Regions from separate parts of the Mus musculus genome. Here regions 1, 2 and 3 are each linked to region 4. Evidence: chromatin contacts called from public HiChIP or PLAC-seq and promoter capture Hi-C data. All regions are on one chromosome and are shown on one strand. The core of a region is the stretch at or near the end of the contact, and the rest is flanking DNA. Distances in the headings are between cores, read along the strand shown.

What was found. Promoter capture Hi-C pulls out the DNA fragments that hold promoters and counts their contacts. HiChIP or PLAC-seq counts read pairs in DNA pulled down with a chosen protein or histone mark.
Region 1: an HNF4G HiChIP or PLAC-seq map of pancreatic cancer cells shows a contact between it and region 4. The contact joins the promoter of Got1 here to the promoter of Ndufb8 in region 4. A contact is called at or near these places in 3 of 39 promoter capture datasets (the 3T3-L1 cell line, hippocampal neurons and pre-B cells), 5 of 484 Hi-C or Micro-C datasets (CD4 T cells, CD8 T cells and natural killer cells) and 2 of 115 datasets of contacts at active chromatin or transcription factors (pancreatic cancer cells and thymic regulatory T cells).
Region 2: a promoter capture Hi-C map of liver shows a contact between it and region 4, with 2.9 times the contacts expected there. The contact joins the promoter of Elovl3 here to the promoter of Ndufb8 in region 4. A contact is called at or near these places in 2 of 39 promoter capture datasets (both in liver) and 1 of 115 datasets of contacts at active chromatin or transcription factors (embryonic stem cells).
Region 3: a contact with region 4 is called in a promoter capture Hi-C map of liver, with 3 times the contacts expected there. The contact joins the promoter of Mfsd13a here to the promoter of Ndufb8 in region 4. A contact is called at or near these places in 1 of 39 promoter capture datasets (liver) and 1 of 115 datasets of contacts at active chromatin or transcription factors (pancreatic cancer cells).

The regions. Positions count from the first base shown.
Region 1 is chr19:43,523,062-43,527,663 of GRCm38.p6, forward strand. It overlaps Got1 (glutamic-oxaloacetic transaminase 1, soluble), which reads right to left and starts at 1,544. Exons shown (of 9, transcript NM_010324.2): 1 at 1,277-1,544. The coding sequence starts at 1,394.
Region 2 is chr19:46,129,228-46,134,116 of GRCm38.p6, forward strand. It overlaps Elovl3 (elongation of very long chain fatty acids (FEN1/Elo2, SUR4/Elo3, yeast)-like 3), which reads left to right and starts at 2,672. Exons shown (of 4, transcript NM_007703.2): 1 at 2,672-2,946; 2 at 3,897-4,028; 3 at 4,774-4,889. The coding sequence starts at 2,843.
Region 3 is chr19:46,354,441-46,359,369 of GRCm38.p6, forward strand. Mfsd13a (major facilitator superfamily domain containing 13a) reads left to right here and starts at 2,440. Exons shown (of 9, transcript NM_029186.2): 1 at 2,440-2,544. It also overlaps the pseudogene Gm24610.
Region 4 is chr19:44,552,825-44,557,432 of GRCm38.p6, forward strand. Ndufb8 (NADH:ubiquinone oxidoreductase subunit B8) reads right to left here and starts at 2,618. Exons shown (of 5, transcript NM_026061.3): 1 at 2,493-2,618; 2 at 2,107-2,233; 3 at 845-944; 4 at 1-29. The coding sequence starts at 2,577.

The sequences.
Region 1 (4,602 bases), core at 294-2,793, 1.0 Mb before region 4:
GAGCGAGCGAGCGAGAGAGAGAGAGACAGAGACAGAGAGACAGAGAGACAGAGACACTAGGGCTATATTTGCACATCCTCTCTAAGAACCTAGATGAAAGAGAGCGAGCGAGCGAGAGAGAGAGAGAGAGAGAGACAGAGAGACAGAGAGACAGAGACACTAGGGCTATATTTGCACATCCTCTCTAAGAACCTAGATGAAAGAGAGCGAGAGAGAGAGAGAGAGACAGAGACAGAGAGACAGAGACACTAGGGCTATATTTGCACATCCTCTCTAAGAACCTAGATGAAAGAGAGCGAGCGAGCGAGCGAGCGAGAGAGAGAGAGACAGAGACAGAGAGACAGAGACACTAGGGCTATATTTGCACATCCTCTCTAAGAACCTAGATGAAAGAGAGCCAGCGAGCGAGAGAGAGACAGAGACAGAGAGACAGAGACACTAGGGCTATATTTGCACATCCTCTCTAAGAACCTAGATTCTGAATCCCCTTAACGTCACCCTCTGCTTCAAAACAACTCCATTTCTTCTTTCTAACCTTCTAGCGCTTTCAGTTCCGGTTGGTTCCCTGCTGAGAGCATCAGTCTGCTCACTCTTCTCTCCTCGGCTGGCCTCTGCACGTGGCCAAATGCACACCAAGCTCTGTAGAGCTTCAAACATCCAAACAGTGATGACGAAGTCGCCGGAGGCTCGAGTTAAAGGGCTTTAGAAACTACAACACAAACGACCTTGGCAGAAGGCTAACTTGGTTCAAGGCAAATGATCAAGAAATGAAGACCCAGATGTGTGTGGCCTGAGATGCATGGGCTTCGCCTCATCTGCTCCACTCTGAGAATAAACCAAACCTACATCTTCCCCATGTGGGTTAACAGGCTTCCTAAGTGGCGTCTGCTACTCGCTCAACCCGGACTACAGCTCCATTAGGCTAACAGCTCTTTCATTCCCAGTTCCAGTTGACCACGAGACGCTAAAGCTACCATACTTCTCTCTCCTTACCATCCCCATCGTTGCTTTAGAACAAGTACTATAAAGAACACTGGGTGGAGAAACAAAAACAACATTTGTGTCCCAGATGTTACACCTGTTCTGCGTGACCTTGAACACCCCCTCTTTCCAAGGACTCTGTATCGCCATCTGCAAAATGGGTAGGTTGGTGATGTCCTCGTGGTCCCAACCTTCTCTCCTCGGGCTCCTCTCAGGGAGACACAAACTAAATCTCAGCTCCTCCTACGCCCACCTCCCCCCAGGCTGCTCGCATTCCAAGGCACTGCATCCTTACCTCCCACGCCGAGGTTAACCTTGCGGGGATCTGGATCATCCCGGAAGTCCGCAGTGAGCTTAAAGACCAGAACCGGAGGAGCTTGCGGAACCTGGGCAAAGACTGATGGAGGCGCCATCGCGACAGAATGTGCCGAGACCTCGAGAACGAGCCGGGAGCAGCTCTGTGCGGTGCGGGGTCCGGTGACTGGAGGAGACTCTCACCTTCGCCGGCGGGCGGGGCAGCCCGCGGCTTCCAATGGTCGAGCCGCGTCCGGAGCTTGGCAACGCGCTTAACCAATCACAACCTTCCGACTAAGAAGGGTTAGGCGGGGCAAGCCTCTACTAGCCAATTCGAGAAGAGGATCTTATCGGAGGCTTGTATGATGCAACCAATGCAATGTACACCGGAGGAGGTGTGGGCAGAGGCTAGGATGATTGGCGTAGCGTGTTCCAATCGCTGAGGCTTTTATTCCTTGGGGTGATGAGGATGGTGCGGGTGGCGGGAGTCCCCAGAGGACAACCTCCTGACCTTCTGGGGCCTGGAGACCTGGGGCGGTGGCCCGCCCGTGGGGAAAGCAGAGAACAGGTCTTTCTGTACCCGCTGAGCAGGTGACTGTCGCCGCCAGGCTCCGGCGGTGCGCACGTTCCTGCGTTGGCCAGGCCCGGCTGACAGCCAAGTGTCTGGCACAGGACTCTAGTGGTCCGCTTGGACACACTGTACCCAATCGTGGGTGACCTTGACTGTCTCCACTCAGTGCTTCCCCAGAAAGAAACCTGGATGTGTTGTCTTCCTTGATCGCTGGCAGGGGAGACCCTGCAGAAAGTAAGGGATGAGCACATACTAGCTTGAGAATTTTAACACCAACCCCCAGCCCCGGTAGATAACCGGGGCCGGGAAAGCCTAGCCCTAAAGGACCTTGAAGGATCTAGCGAAGCCTCTCTCTGCAGCATTCCTCCCACGCGTGCTGTCATCATCGATTGGCACACACCCAAACTGCTGCTTCTTTCTGTCAGGTCAGGCTGCTCCTTCCCCTGAGAGTCTATTTCTGTCCAGATCCTTTCTCCACCTGTTGACCTTGAAGATTTCACATCTGTCAGCCATCCATAAAACCTCTTAACACGCTGTTTGGTTAGACATCTCTCTTTCCTGTACTTGGGCGTTTTGTTGTCGACGTTACAAGTTTAGAAAGCCTCCTGATGAGTAGGAACCTAACTCTGGAGCCAGGCAAGTTAGGTTTAGATGCCGGCTGACTCTGACCTACTTGGGCAGGCCTGTTCCTGCTCTGTAAGATGGAGATAATAGTGTTTTCCTCCAGGTTGTTGTGGGGATTAGGTGAGTTAAGACACATAAAGTGTTTAGTTGCATACAGTAAGTGCTCTCTAAATACTAGCTTTGTTATGGCGCAGGGTCCACACCCCCTCCTAGATGGCATGATGCTTTGCCTGGGATCTGGCAAACCTCCCTCCGTTTCTTCCACTACATATTCACCCAATGCTGGAAGGCGCCAATTCCTTGGTATTTTGCGAGAAAACAGCATCATGGCTTCCTTTGGGTAACATGATAAATCTTCACGAGTTTTCGGTTCAGAGGATAAACAAAAGCCATCGAACTTTGAGCACTACTTGCTAAGCTTTTCTGTCTTTTTCTTTCCAGAAACATCGCCTTGTTTTTGTTTTGTTTTGTTTTTTTAAGGAAACTGCCCAAAGCATTTCATTAATGTTTTCCCCTAAGAGTCACAAGCTAATACGGAAGGTCCATCGGCTGTGCACTTTGAGTACGTCCAAAAATCACAGCCGAAGGGCAACTGGGGAGGGGTGTTCTGCAACCTAGCCTTCCTAGAATTTAATTTAGAAGTGTCGTCTTCACAACGTTAGGCAACAATGTCATGGTCACTCCCTGCGTCATTCCCAGGGAGAAAAGCAACCCTAGGTTACCTAAACACTGTTGGTTTGGCTAAGAACAAATAAATATTTCTCTGTGTGTGTGTGCATGTGCTCGCCTGTGTTCCTGTTCAGTTAGAGTTACGTACACAGCAGCACATATGTGCAGGGGTAAATATGTACATGTCTGCAACTGGGTGTAGGGACCAGAGGTGAATGTCAGGTGTCTTCCACAGTTGTTTTCCACCTTATTATTTAAAACAGGGTCTCTCACTGAACCTGGACCTCACAAATTCTACTAGACCCTCAGGTCGATGAGCACAGGAGATACAAGCATAATGGTCACTATTGGCTCGCACATGTGTGCTGGGTTCCAAACTCAGATTCTCAGGCTTGTACAGCCAGCACTCTTACCAGCCAAATCGCCACCCCAGCCTCCCAATAAATGTGTATTGACGGTGTGCACAGCTCCACAGTCAAACCTGTGGCGATCGGGTACTGCATAGTTTTATGTCAGCTTGACACAAGAGGAGGGACTTCAGTTGAGAAAATGCCTCCATAAGATCCACCTGTGGGACATTTTCTTTATTATTGATTGTGGGGGAAGGGCAGAGCCCACTGTGGGTGGTACCATTCCTGAGTGAGTCATAGGGAGCAAACCTGCAAACAGTTCCCCTCCATGGCCTCTGCATCAGCTCCTGCCTCTAGGTTCTAGCCCTGCTTGGGTTTCTGTCCTGAGTTACTTCAGTGATGGACTTTGATGTGGAAATATAAGCAAAATGCACTCCCCAACTTGCTTTTGGTCATGGTGTTTCATCATAGCATTAGAAACTCTAAGACAGGTGTGGACAAAGAAGAAGGTGCTGAGTACAGCCGTTCTTCCTGTCCTGTGCGTACAGCTGAGTTTTAGAGGATTGGCAAGGTAGGGAAGGATGCCTAATTTATATAGGATTTAAATGTCTTCTTCCCGCCTCCTGCCCCCAGGAATGTGAAGTTCTTGGATTTTGCATTTAGAACGCTTCTGTCTTGAACCGTGCAGGCTACCCCCTGAGGAAAATACCGAACTTGAAATAAACAAAATGCCTTCCAGGTCGTTGCTAATTTTAAAGCGTTGACTTAGAATTGACTCAACACTGCCTCCTTGCTGAGGAAATGATCCAAGCAAAAGGCTTATGGAGAGGCAGCCCGCAGAGTGCCCAGGGAAAGGGCAGCTGAGGTCAGAAGACAAAGAGTCTGATAAACCTCGTCGTCGTCTACCGACAAGTTTCTAAAACTACTCAAGGAGAATCCTAGTGTCTCCTTTCTGGCTCCCACCCCACCCCACCCCACCCTCACCCTCATCTCTTTTCTTCAAAACACAAAATAAAACTGCAAAAGAGGGGTTGGGAAGCCACCCGGCAACAGCTGTGTCTGGATCATTTCCAAGAGGCAGAGAGTCGGTGGCAACTGTCCGGGACTCTAAGC
Region 2 (4,889 bases), core at 1,422-3,921, 1.6 Mb after region 4:
CTATCTATGTATCTATGTATCTATGTATCTATGTATCTATGTATGTATGTATGTATGTATCTATGTATCTATGTATCTATGTATCTATGTATCTATGTATCTATGTATCTATCTATCTATCTATCTATCTATCTATCTATCTATCTATCTATCTATTGTGTATGCATGACACATGCATACTTTGATGTGTGTGTAGAACTCAGGAGATGACTTTTGGGATATGAGTCTCTCCTTTCACTGTAGACTCTAGGGATTGAATTCAGGCTGTCAGGATTTCCCAGCCAAACTTTTGCCAGTGAACCATCTCACCTGTCTCCATAGTCTCGTACACATATATTTCCTTTTTTTTTTTTTTTCTGAGATAGGTCTAACATAGCCCAGGATGGCCTCATACTGATGTAGCCAAGGATGACCCTGAACTCCAGACTCTTCTTTCTCTTGCTGGTATTCCAGGTGCACATGGCTGACTTATGCATATATTTATTTTTAATTATTATTTATTTTATGTGTATGGGTGCTTTGCCTGAATGTATGTCTGCGTAGTGCCCGTAGAGGCTAGAGGAGGGCATCAGATCCCTTGGGACTAGAGTTATAGACAATTATGAGCTGCCATGTGGGTACTGGGAACGGAACTCAGGTCCTTTGGAAGAGCAGCCAGTGCTCTTAATCCAGCCCTAAATATTTAATTTTTAAAAACTGTTTTGGGGGCTGGTGTCATGGTTTAGTGGTTAAGAATGCTTTCAGAGGGGGGCTGGAGCGATGGCTCAGCAGTTAAGAGCACTGACTGCTCTTCCGAAGGTCCAGAGTTCAAATCCCAGCAACCACATGGTGGCTCACAACCATCCGTAATGAGATCTGATTCCCTTTTCTGGAGTGTCTGAAGACAGCTACAGTGTACTTACATATAATCAATAAATAAATCTTAAAAAAAAAGAATATCAAAACTGCTGTTTTTCTAATTTGTGTGTGTGTGTTGTGTATATATTTGTGTGTGTGTATGTGGTGTGTGTATGTGTGTGTGAGTATGAGGTGTGTCTCAGTGTGTGTGTCTCAGTGTGTATATATGTGTGTGGTGTGTATATGTGCGTACTATGTAGTGTGTATGTCTTTGTGTGTCTGTACATGTGTGTATATGTGCATGCATGTGGTATGCTTATGTGTGTGGTGTGTGTGTATATGTGTATATATATGTGTGTGTCTGTATGTGTGTGCATATGTGTGTATGTGTGTGCATGTGTGTGTGGCATGTGTGTCTGTATGTGATTCTGTGTGTACATGTGTGTGTATGTGGTAGTGTGTCTGTGTGTGTATGTGGTGTGTGTGCCTGTATTTGTGTCTCCATGTATGTGTGTGTGTATGTGTGTGGTGTGTCTGTAGGAATTATTTCTTTGAGACACTCAGTCTTTCAGTGAACCCAGGGTTTGTGATTTTCCCCTAGGCTGGCAGCCTGGAAGCCCCAACAGTCTTGTCTCTGTTCCCACATACAGTGGGCAGGACAGGGTGCAGGCTGGTTATGGGGTGTTAGGTTCTGCACTCGGGTCCTAATGCTTACACGAGTGCTCATAGTCACTGAGTCAGCTCTTCACCACCTCAAATAGTTCTTAGTTTTCTTTGCACTTGTTCTATAGATCCCCATCTCCTCTCAACTGTTTTCAAGCCTTCTGGTTTTCCTTCACTTTCTTAAAGCCAAGAAAGAAACAAGGGACAGCCAGGTAAAGGCTTCCCAGTTTCTAAGTATTTTTTGTTCACTGGGACTAGATGCCTTGGTGAAGGAGCAGATTCAATTGGATACGTTCAGACTGGGAAGGGGAACTGTAAGCCTAAGGAAGTTCACTGGGTCACCACCTACTTTAAACCCTTCCAGGCTTCTCCTGCACCTGAGGACAAGGAGCCCAGAGGGTGACCCCATTTTTCTCTCCAACATTTTTACTGGGCGTCAGACGAGACAGTTCCGGAAACTATAAAGAAACTGTAACAGCCTGAATTGCCGCCTCCTCAAATATTAACAACAACAACCCAACAGTAAAATTCATTACATCCATTCCCCTCCTCCTACAAGCACAGATCCAAAGACAGAAGTGGTCAGAGCCGTCTTCCTTATGGTCCAGCTTGGTCTTCCTTATTCCAGCCTGGGTTTCCCAAGGAAACTGTCGACCCCATATCTGGAAGTGTGCACCAGAAGCCAAGAGTCCCTCCGCTTGCTCGTCAGGGCCAAGTAGGTGAAGATTAACGCAAAAGGAGGCAGAGGCTACAGGTGACTGTGTCAGAGGTAGACTGGTCTGCCTGGGTACTCGGTGAAATCAAGGATTGGGGCGCGGGGGGGGGGGAGGGGGGAGGGGGTGTGCTTATGAGTCAACCTAGAGCAGCTGGTGGAATTTAGAAAGAAAGAAAGAAAGAAAGAAAGAAAGAAAGAAAGAAAGAAAGAAAGAAAGAAAGAGAAAGAAAGGAAGGAAGGAGGCGGGTGGGGGGAACGGATTTGGGGCAAACTTGGTTCTTAGGGGAGGTGCCCCTGAGACTGATCAGTCAGAGAGGAGGAGGTCCAGGGGCGGGACAGAGATGTCCCTTGGCTAAGATTGGATAACTGCTGAGGGCGGGAGCTGGCCTTGCACCGCCTGGGTTCCCAGTTTAGTAATTGGGGATATATATACGGCAGGCACGGTCACTGCAGCGCGAGCGGGCTGGTTAGCAGCGCACGTGCCAGGCTCCGGGGCCCTTCTGCTTATACACAATTTCTTTCTGTCCTGGGTTTCTTCGTCCCTGAGACCCACTCCATCTTCTACTTCTTTGGCTCTCGCCCAGCTCCCTACCCCAAGCTCTGTAACTCGTCGTCTGCAAAATCGAAATGGACACATCCATGAATTTCTCACGCGGGTTAAAAATGGACCTGATGCAACCCTATGACTTCGAGACGTTTCAGGACTTAAGGCCCTTTTTGGAGGAGTACTGGTGAGACCTGGTGATGGGGAAGGACCAACTGCTTTGAGGGAAATGGAGACAGGGAATGAATGCCTGTAAAGTCTCCGACGACGCGCCCGCCCCGGTACTAGCTCCGATTCCCCTGCCCCGCCCCCTCTTTTAAGATACCCCTTTAAGAGATTAGCTCTAGAAGAAAGGGCTCAGAAATGAGAAGTTGGAGAGAGGGATGTGGGAGGAGACAAAAACAAAGGGAAAAAATGGGAACTATAGCTGAGGAGAGATTGACCGGAATGAAGCGGTTTTTTTAGTTGACTCTCAGAGAGAGACAGAGAGGCACACACAGACACAGACACACAGACACATACACAGACACACACACACACACACACACACACACACAGAGAGAGAGAGAGAGAGAGAGAGAGAGAGAGAGAGAGAGAGAGAGAGAGAGAGCCCGAGAGCCCAAGCGAGCCTTCCTGTGTGGGCACCTAGGATTAGCGTGTCCCACACACAATTATCATGTTCCCTTAGTGTGTCATCTTCTCTGATGTCAAGATAACACAAAAATGGGAACCCTGTCAAAGCTTTCCTGAGGCTTTCTGTCTTAGCCCTAAATCGTCCCAGACGTGTTTGGTGGGGTGACTTTGTTGTTCAATCTCGTCTTGCCATAAGTCAGTCAGATGTTGCTACACTATCTTACACCACAGGTTTGGACAGAGTAGTTCTTGGCTGGGGGCAGACAACTGTCACCTTCATTGAGACCTCATTGACAAAGTCATAATTACAGAAATCTCAAATGTGCCCTGTGCTAGGTACTTTAGATCTGTGAATACTGCCAAGGCACCCCACTACCCCATAAAGATAAGGAAACCAAAGCATCATACTGCTGAAGCTCTAGTATAAAGGAGCCCCTTTGGGAGATGAGCGGGCATTCTTTTAAGCAACGCCCACTGTGAATCCATCTGTTTTCTGCCCTCCAGGGTAAGCTCATTTCTCATAGTGGTCGTCTATCTGTTGCTCATCGTTGTTGGCCAGACCTACATGAGAACGCGGAAGAGCTTCAGCTTGCAGAGGCCTCTCATCCTCTGGTCCTTCTTCCTGGCAATATTCAGGTAAGTTAGTCCTCCACCCCATGCTCTCTGCCTGTTCTTTAGTCCTTACATCTCCATTTTACCCTGAGGGTTTCTCAAATCCTCAGCCACGTCGACTTCTTTTCCATAGTACCTGGGTTTTCTCTCTTCCTTGAGCCCAAGGCTATGGTCTCTGTTCTGTTCCACCCCTCTTTAAAATGTTTACTTTAAAAGATAGTCTCTTAATCTGCACCCCAGACTGCTCTAATAGCCCACTGTGTAACCTAGGCTAGCCTCAAATACCACAACCGTCCTGCCTCAGTCCCCTGAGTTCTGGGAATACAGATGTTAGGCTCTACCCCATTCCTCTTGTGCTCGGGAAATCTATACGGCCGACAAAATTGTCTAGCCTTAAATATCTCAGTTCCCAAATTGCTCTTCCAAAGCAATCGAAGAGCATCAAGTTCCCCAGCCCCTCCTTTACCACGTCCTTCTGTCTCTTGCCACTTTTTCCTTCTGACTGGCAACCCACTTCAAGAACCCTGTGCTTAACTTTGACTTTCACCTCTCCCCCTGTATCCACTGGCTTTTTCTTAACCCATATCTCATGGAGAATACTTGTTAGATCTACCAGATTGGCCCCGGGAGCTCAAAAGCTGTAGCCACACTCCCCTCGGAAGGGTGAGGAGGTGATAGAGAGTTGGTTCCGACGTGGATGTGGTTGGGTCAGGTTCACGCCTGGCCATCCCCTAATCCCTTCATACCTTTGTGCATGGTCTCACTCCAGTATCCTGGGTACTCTGAGGATGTGGAAGTTTATGGCAACAGTGATGTTTACAGTGGGCCTCAAGCAAACCGTGTGCTTTGCCATCTACACGGATGACGCCGTAGTCAGATTCTGGT
Region 3 (4,929 bases), core at 1,190-3,689, 1.8 Mb after region 4:
GCCAATGATGGCCTTGAGCTGATCCTGATGCTTCGGTCCACCAAGCGCTGTGACTACAGGGACAGCCACAACCATAGGCACTTTACCCAACATAGGGATTGACCCTGAGGCTCAGGTATGCTCAGTGAGAACCCTTCCAAACCTACCTACATTTCTAGTCCCCTGCTTTCTTTTCTTTCTTTCTTTCTTTCTTTCTTTCTTTCTTTCTTTCTCTCTCTCTCTCTCTCTCTCTCTCTCTCTCTCTCTCTCTCTCTCTCTCTCTTCTTTCTTTCTTTCTTTCTTTCTTTCTTTCTTTCTTTCTTTCTTTTACACTGCCTTCAGCTCCCAAGTGCCTGGACTACAGATGGGCTTCGTCATGTTCAGCTCTAGTTCTCCCTGTATGCCTACAAAATCCCCATAAGCAATGGAGCAGTTTCAACAAAAAGAAGGTCCCTTGGCAGAAAAGTCAAAAGAGGCACTCCTTGCCTTATATCTCAGGGTAGGTGTTTTAGGGTTTTACTGCTGTGAACAGATACCATGACCAAGGCAACTCTTAAAAGGACATCATTTAATTGGGGCTGGGTTACAGGTTCAGAAGTTCATTCCATTATCACCAGGCAGGCATGGTGCAGGAGGAGCTGAGAGTTCTTCACCTTCATCTGAAGGCTGCTAGCAGAATATTGACTTCCAGGCAGCTAGGAAGAGGGTCTTACAGCCCACATCCATAGTGACACACCTGCTCCAACAGGGCCACACCTTCTAATAGTGCCACTCCCTGGGCCGAGCATATACAAACCAACACAGTAGGGAAACCAAACAGATAGCAGCGGGTCCTATTTGATTGCTTAGAAACTGGACTGAGCCATACAGACTTGATTTTAAAGGTCTAGTAAGTGTGGAAGAGGAAGGACTCCTCTGAGACTCCAGAGAAGTCTGGTCTAACCTGGTTGGGCATCTGGTTGTATGAAATTTGTTGAAGGCTGGGCACGGTGGTGCACATCTTTAATCCCAGCCCTTAGGAGGCAGAGGCATGAAGATCTCTGTGAGTTCAAGACCAATCTGGACTAGAAAATGAGTTCTAGGGCAGCTAGTGCTGTTAAAGAGAGAAACACTGTCTCGAAAAACAGAAACAATTCATTGACTGTTTCTCTGAACTTCAGGGTTTTTGCTTGGTTGGTTGTTTGGTTGGTTGGTTTTTGAGATGGGATTTCTCTGTATGCCCTACCTTTCCTGGGACTTGCTTTGTAGATCAGGCTGGCCTTGAAAGCAGAAATTCACCTGTCTCTGCCTTCCCAGTGCCAAGACTAAAGGTATGTGCAGCCGCCACCAGCACCCAGTGGTTATTTTCATCTGTAAGTGGAAATAATAGCATCTACTTCCCATGTATAATTTGAGGAAGAGGCATTTGGAACGGTGCACCTATCCTGCAAAGTACATAATAGTAGGTGGCTGAGCAGTTCTTTTATGTGTGTGTATCGCCAGCCCTGTTTTTGTTTTTAGTTTGAGATAGGGTTTAAAGTGCCCGGATTGCCCTTAATTCACTCTGTATTCAGCACAGGCTAGCCTTCTATGTAGCAAGAATTACAGACTATGCCTTTAACCTCGGCACTCAGAAGGTGGAAATTATCAGATCTTTGGGAGTTCGAGGCCAGCCTGGTCTACATAGTGAGTTCCAGAAGAGCTAGAGCCACATGGAGAAACCCTGTCTCGTAAAACAACACCACCACCACCACCACAACAACAACAACAACAACAACAACAACAACAACAACAACAGGAATTTCAGAAAGGCACAATCAGGCATTACTTCCTCTTCTAATTCTTGTTTTTTTTTTTTTTTTTTTTTTTTTTTTTAGGTTTTTCGAGACAGGGTTTCTTTGTGTAGCCCTGGCTGTCCTGGAACTCACTCTGTAGACAAGATGGCCTCCAACTCAGAAATCCGCCTGCCTCTGCCTCCCAAGTGCTAGGATTAAAGGCATGCGCCACCACGCCCGGCTTCGTCTTCTAATTCTTATTACTACCACTACAAAGAAGTCGGGCAGCATGGGTTGTGGGTTAATGGCCAAGTGCCTGTGTCTACCATCTCCTGCCCTGGCTCTCCATTCCTTTGATTCCTCATGCCCACAGCTCAAGCTGGACTTTGCACTCGCAGGCTCACAATCCAGCCGTAGGTAGTCTCTGCTAAATTCTCATCTTCTGAAATTAGGATCGGGGAAGAGAAGGGAGAGTCCCCAAGAGGAACTTGCTTTGAGCTGAAATGACAGTTTTCGTGGAGGTAAGAGAGAGGAGATAAGTACTTCAGGAATCCAGGCAACCTGCCCCTGTTGCCTGATGCCCGTTTTCTTTTGGGTCCCTAAGGGAAATAGCCCATTACAAACATGGCAGCGACAGCCTCAGGCGCGGTCACCTGCCCGAGCTGCTATCGGGAGAGCCGTGCGGAGCCAATAGCTGGGAAGGGGCGGAGGGAGAGACTGGGGAAGCCCAAGGCTGCTAGCGCGCAGGCGCACTGGCTGGCACCTGGCTCCCCCGCTGCCGCGGAATTAGGCATCGTCTGCCAGGATTGCGGTGAGCTGCTGGCCCACGGCCCAGGACCTCTCCGGTCCCGGAGGAGCGGGCCGGACCCCGGGGCTGATCTGATACAAAGGACCAGCCCGAGGGTGGGGCGGGAATGCGTTGCGCTGTTTGAGTCATTGGGACACTTTGCGCGGTTCCTTAAGGTGCCAGATTATGGATTGGAAAATTCTGGGGTCAGGAGGAATTGGGACCAAGGGGCAAGTGTAGAATCCCCGCTGAAGGTCTCTGTTGGGGTAAGAAAAGGGGATGCACCGTCCAGGTTGCTCCTTGAGGAATCTGAGTTCATGGATGCAATGGTTCAGGCCGGGATTCACTCATTGACCTAGTGGCCCTTAAACCTGGTAGCAGAGTAGAACCACTGGATAGTTTAAAAGATGCTGGGCATCACCTCCAGAGATCCCAATTTTAGAGGTCTGAGCGAGGTCCGAGCCTAGGTGTTCTAGAATAGCTAGCTCTTCAGGTAATGTGCAAACGAAATGAAAACCACTACACGTGTTTCTGAGTAGAAAGCTCCTGGGTTGATTCCCAGTTAATTCCTCAGAGACTTAGAAGTGGCCAGCGATTCTGAGGTGAGTCGGCTCTGACACTTTCGTGCCACCATAAAATCCTGTGAAGGACCGAGAAAGTCCCTCTGGCAATGGGTGAAAACTCCATTTTCCATCCGAGGAGGGTGAACCTGTTAACTCGCGGGAGAGAGTCGGGCTCCTTCAACAACTCTCCTGCGGGCTCCTTCATTCTGCGGAGACTGACCAGGGAGTGAAACAGCTAACAATCCAGTCAGCAGCTTGCTGAGAAAATGACACGCCTAGTATTTGCTTTGTTATTATGACTTGAAATTCCACCTGCTCATTCGATACTGGCAGGACAGGCAGCAAACAGATTTGCTTTTTCCACAGACGTGGGAACAAGTTTTGTGGCTACGTGAGGATAGCGTTCATCCTTGACCCAAGCACTGCTGATACATACAGTATTACTTAGTAGTTTTTCCCCTCTGTGGTCTCTACAGGCTCCCTCCTGAAGGGAGTGGGAACCGCCTACCCTCCTCCTCCTGATAGTCTTCCTTCCGGGCCCAGCCGGTTACTCCTTGGTTTCCTCCCTCAATTGTACTCTGTCACCAGAGGTTGCTGCGGTTGGCCAATCTTTCCTGTTGTTAATCTCCCAGAAACCTTGGAGAGTGGACTGCTAGGAGAAGGATCTTGAAGTATCTCCGAAGGGCTCCTCAAGAGAGAAATGCTTTTGTGTCTCCTACCCTCAGCGGGTGTCTTCCATCTTGATAGAAGCTTGGTGGAGGCTTACAAACTCCCTTTTTAGTCTGGCCCCTTTTACTACTACCTGGGTCACATTCTGCCCTTGTTTTCTTAGCTTGGTACTGTGTCCTGGGTGAAAGGGTTGTAACTTACTGCTGGCTTTTACCAACACTGCCCTCGTACATCTGCAGCCTCAATGCACAGGTTTGCTATAGGGTTCGAGGTTGCTACTGCTTCTCCAAACCCCACAGCCAATCAGAGCACCTAGAGTGGGCTGTGGGTGTTTGTTTTCCTGTGACTGCCCTTTGTAAGGCAGAGGACACCCACATTGGCCTTGGGGGACAATGGACTCAGCAGGTGTTGAGCAGAGGCTTGGGGGAGGGATCTGCAGGAGGAGTGGCCTAGCCTTGTTCTTGGGCTCTTGAGCTGGAGGGAAATAGAGAAAGCACTCATTCCCAGGATGCAGGGGGACTGGAAAAGGTAGACAATACCTGATTGGGCGAACCTGGGGGGTATGAGGACCCTGGCGAGGGCTTTGAGGGAGCAAGATTTCATAAGATTGTGGAAGTGGAGCCGGGCAGTGGTGGCGCACGCCTTTGATCCCAGCACTTGGGAGGCAGAGGCAGGCGGATTTCTGAGTTTGAGGCCAGCCTGGTCTACAGAGTGAGTTCCAGGACAGCTAGGACTGCACAGAGAGACCCTGTCTCAAAGCAAAAAGATTGTGGAAGTGGGTGCATGGTGAAATGAGAGGTGCCAAGGTTTGTAGCCAGAACCTGTTTAGAACGTCTTGGTTAATGGTCATTACCAAGGCTTTTAGAGTGCAGTTTCTCATTTGCTGTGGACATGACCATAAAGAAAAATTCCCATGAGGTTTTTCATAGGCTACTACCTGTTGGGAACATTTGTTTAAAAAAAAAAGAACTTCTTGGTTCCAGCACCTCATAGCTTGCGACTGTGGGCCAGTTATTTACCTGATCTCCGGGCTTTGCTTGCGTCTATAGACTGTAGATGGGAATAGGAAATGCACTGTGAAGGGTTCACAGCCGTGGATGTGGAAGCCAGGCCTGTCCTGAAGGTCTCAGAGCCAGCACACAGTCACAGCCAGACTTCGGGTTGGAAGGCAGCGCGT
Region 4 (4,608 bases), core at 1,368-3,867:
CTGATGTACATGTCTAGGTCCCAGTGTATCTGTGGCAGAAAGGCACATAACTGTCACAAACTGTCCTTGCAAAAGACAGGTGTTCTGGCTAGTCCTTTGTCAACTTGACATAACCTAGAGTTATCTGAAAGAAGGAAACCTCAGTTGAGAAAAATGACTCTATAAGATCAAGCTGTAAGGCATTTTCTTAGTGATTGAGGGGGGAGGGCCCAGCCCACTGTGGGCAGTGCCATCCCTGGGCTGGTGGTCCTGGGTTCTACAAGAAAGCAGGCTGGGCAAGCTACAGGGTACAAGCGAGTAAGCAGCATCCTTCCATGGCGTCTGCATCAGCTCTTTTCTCCAGCTTCTGACCTGTTTGAGTTCCTGTCCTGACTCCCTTAAAAGATGAACCGTGATATGGGAGTGTAAGCCAAATAAATCATTTCCTTCCCAACTTGCTTTTTGATCATGGTGTTTCATCATAGCAACAGAAATCCTAACTAAGACCACAGGCAATCTGGAATGGACAGAGCCTGATACAAGGCTTCAAAGAAGCAATACCCTTCTTAGGGCAATATTCTGAGCCAGGTCCAAGACACACAAGGGCCAGCCTTAAAGAGGAATGCTGGCTCCAGCAAAGGTAGTAGGTCAAGCATGACCCGCACAATGGTCACAGTACACAGGGCTTTGGGTATGCCGGTAAGTTCCATCCTGTGTACCATATGCAGAACTTCAGGTCTCAGATCACTGGACCTTGCTCCCTTGAGCAGAAAAGCTTAGCCAAAAAAGCACCATGTGCACTGAGGAAAACACCCCGAGAAAACACAAGGAAATGAGAGGAAGGGAAGGGTAATCCTTTTCTCACCGGTTCACCCCAGTTCATCCTGAGTTCTGAGTGGTCCCACTGATACCACGGATCCCTCTCATGCTGTGATCGGTTGGGGAGCATCGGGTAGTCGCCATACCTGAGAGAGACAGCGAGAACCTCTGGAAAGGGCTGTGGTAGTCCCTGACAATTCAAAGCCCTCGCCCCAAAGATCAGAAACAAATCGACATATATATAACTACATCACTTAGAATAGAAGAACTTGCCCCCAAATCAAGATGTCTTAGCACTAAGCACAGAACCAAAGAGGTCCAAAATATAGTTAGAGGTTATGTCAAATCCTGAAACAATATGGCCTTATCTTCTCTTACAAAGAAAAGTCACACAACTCAGAACTAAAGGGAATTTAGCAATCAACTACACCCATATTGGTTGGATAAAACAAAATAGGTACACATTAGAAAAGGCTTTTCTTCTCCATAGCTACTATGTTTCTTAACCACAAGTTGATGTATACCCTCATGCTTCAAACACCTCCTTGGAGGTCTCCCTTAACTTGGTTTTCCCCCCTAAAAATCCAAGGTCACCTTATACAGACTACTGCCCAGGCTGTTCTAGTCCACAACAAAGTAAAAAACAGACAATGGAAACTGGACACGTGTCAAAAAAATGATTGGAAAATAAAAAGAAAAGAAAAATGCTAACACAGGAAGTGACGATGATGTTTAACCACTATTCATAATTAACTTTGTTACAGGGGATAGATAGAGGGCCAGAAGGGACTAACACCAACTGAAGAATGAAGGCTGACATGGAGTGTAATCTGCTTAACCATCAGTGACATTTTCATATGCCTAATGGCAAAAAACAAACAAACAACCCCCTCCCCCAAAAAAGCCAGACATACACAAATATAGAGTACCCCAACCTCAGCAAGGTTCTCAGGACAGGGGTCCAGCTCCCGCCTGGTCAGCACCTGAGCCCAGCAGATGCTCAATCTAAATGAAACGCAGTGCTCTGGATGGAGCCATGGAAGAATCTCACTATTCTGGAGTCCTCGAGGGAGCTATGATAACCTCGGCTTCCTCATTTGAGCAAACAGCCTGAGCCAAGCAAAAAAAATGGAAGTCTTCTCGGCTGCAGCGGCTCAGCCACCCACTCCCACCTCCCCCAACCTAGAAAAGCACCCGCACTAATGACTCTGAGGGGTCACTACAAGGATCCGGGAGAAAACGCCTGGGTCGCACCACCCAATCCAACCGCCTTCACCGCTCCTGACCCGAGTCCTCTACCTCACTCACCCCATGCCATCATCGGGGTATGGCTCGTAGTCTTCCACTCGCATGTTATACTTCTTGGCGGCCGCGGCGCGTTCCTCTGGGGTCCTAGGATATGACCCCGGCAACATGTCCTTGGTCATATGGAAGGCTGGACGCAGAGGGATGCAGGTCAGATGGACACGGTGCTTTAGGCGCCCACCCAGAAAGGACTAAGCCGCAGTGACTGCAGAGGCTGTCGTTTCGCACCTTGCCGGACTACAGCAACCCTGTATCCCTTCTTTGGGCACACGAATCCACCGCGACCTCCCACCCCTTACCCCCAGCCAGGACACCTCCGCCACCGTCCCAAGGATGCCTCCATCCCGAAGCAGTAAACTTCAGGCACCCGCTTCCCACACCGTGCAGACCTCTCCGTGCCTCCAGTGGCACCACGCCCCGGGTTGTCCTCTGCAGCCATCGGACTCCCAGGGCCGCAGCCCGGGCGGCAGCCATCTTCACCTTCTCCGCGGTTCACTCTGCACATGCGCAAAAGCGGGTCACGGTGGCTGAGTCGGGCCAAACGGCGATCTCCGAAGCCAGCGCAGAAGTCCCGGCATCAAGCTGGGCGGGCTTTATTTAAATATGCTGTAGAGCCTGGACGGTGAGCGGCTGATGAGGTGCCAGGACAGACAGCAAGGAGAGAAAACAAAGCTACTGCTTACTTGATATTGCAAGTTACTGTATTCCTTTTCGCCTTCAACCGACTGAGGCCCTTTCGGGGCTGCGCCAGCCGAATATCTCAGACCGCTGTGCAAAGTAAAACCAGCCTTCTGTCCTCACACACAGTCCTTTTTCACATTTAGCTCTTGGTTTTGTTTGATCCTTTCTCCAAATCTCTTTCCTTATATACTCAAAGTTGTCTCAGTTCATCTAAATGTCTCAATCACCTCAACCCAACAAATACAAAAACCAAGCCGATTACTGGAGGCGGCTCGCCTGACCCAGCCCCAAACCTCCCATTTTTCAGGAAAAAAAAAAACAGATTTCAAACAGAAAGACCATAATTAACAAACTCTTAACACAGACTGGGAGACATGTTTGCATACTATTAAGTTTTCGTTTTATTTGTACAAGTAGGGTTTGGATATATTACACATTTTGAGTATGCACGTATTTCCATCAACTCTTTAGACACAATTACTGTAATAGAATCCCTTCTCAAATGTATACCAGATCGACAAACACAGGCGTGTACTATTCAACATATAGATTTGGGGAGGCCTACTGCAGTGCATTTTATCCTCTTGTAGTATCATTAGACATCATCAGAATTAATTTGACAGCATCTGCATTTAACTAATAGCAAACCCTGATCTCATGTTGCTTAAAAGCAATGTTGGTATAGGTTATTCATTTGTTTTTTTTTTATATTGTTTATATAGAACATAGCATATTCTTTTTTAAGAAGAAAATTATATGTATGGGTGTTTTGCCCACATGTGTGTTTGCACTCCACATGCATGTGGTAGTGGAGGAGACCAAAGGGCAGCAGATCCCCCTGGAACTGGAGTTTCAAAGAATCCACAGTTACCGTGGATTGTTGGCCTTCATTCAGGTGCTGGGAATTGAACGCTGGTCCTGGATCCTCTGTCCTCTGGAAGAACAGCCAGTACTCTTAACCCCCGAGACATCTCTCCAGCCCCACAGTGTACTCTTATGTGATGGTATATGCCTTTTGTAAAGTCAACACTTGAGAAATGAAGACAAAAAAAAAAAAAATCAGGAGTTAAGGCCAGCCTGGGCTACATAATGAGTCTAAGGCATATCTGGGCTATGTGAGACTGTGGCGGGGGTGGGGTGGGGGAGAAGTGTATAATGATTTTTAAGTGTATATTACAAACGTGTGTGACTATTACTTCTATCTAGATCTAAAACATTTCATCACTGCCCCAGAGAAATCTCATACCAATTAGCATATTCCTCTACTTCCACACATTGGCAAACACTAATCTACTTTCTGTTTCTATGTTTTTGCCTAAGCAGTATGTGATGGTGTGTATATGCTTGGCCCAAGGAGTGGCATGATTAGAAGGTGTGGCCCTGTTGGAGTAGGTGTGTCATTGTGGGTGTGGCTATAAGACCCTCATCCTAGCTGCCTGGAAGCCAGTATTCTGCTAGCAGCTTTCAGATGAAGATGTAGAACTCTCAGCTTCTCCTGCACCATGCCTGCCTAGAGGCTGCCATGTTTCTGCCTTGATGATACTGGACTGAACCTCTGAACCTGTAAGCTAGCCCCAATTAAATGTTGTCCTTTATAAGAGTTGCCTTGGTCATGGTGTCTGCTCACAGCAGTAAAACCCTAAGACACAGTATATGTATAAAAATGGAATCTTCTTATAATATGTGGACTTTGTATCTATCTTCTTTCTCATAATGTGAATATATCCCAATATATATTAATATATCATTTTTATGAATAAATGATAATCTACTGTACACTCTGTACATTTACTATTTAATGGACTTTGGGTTGTTTCCAATTTG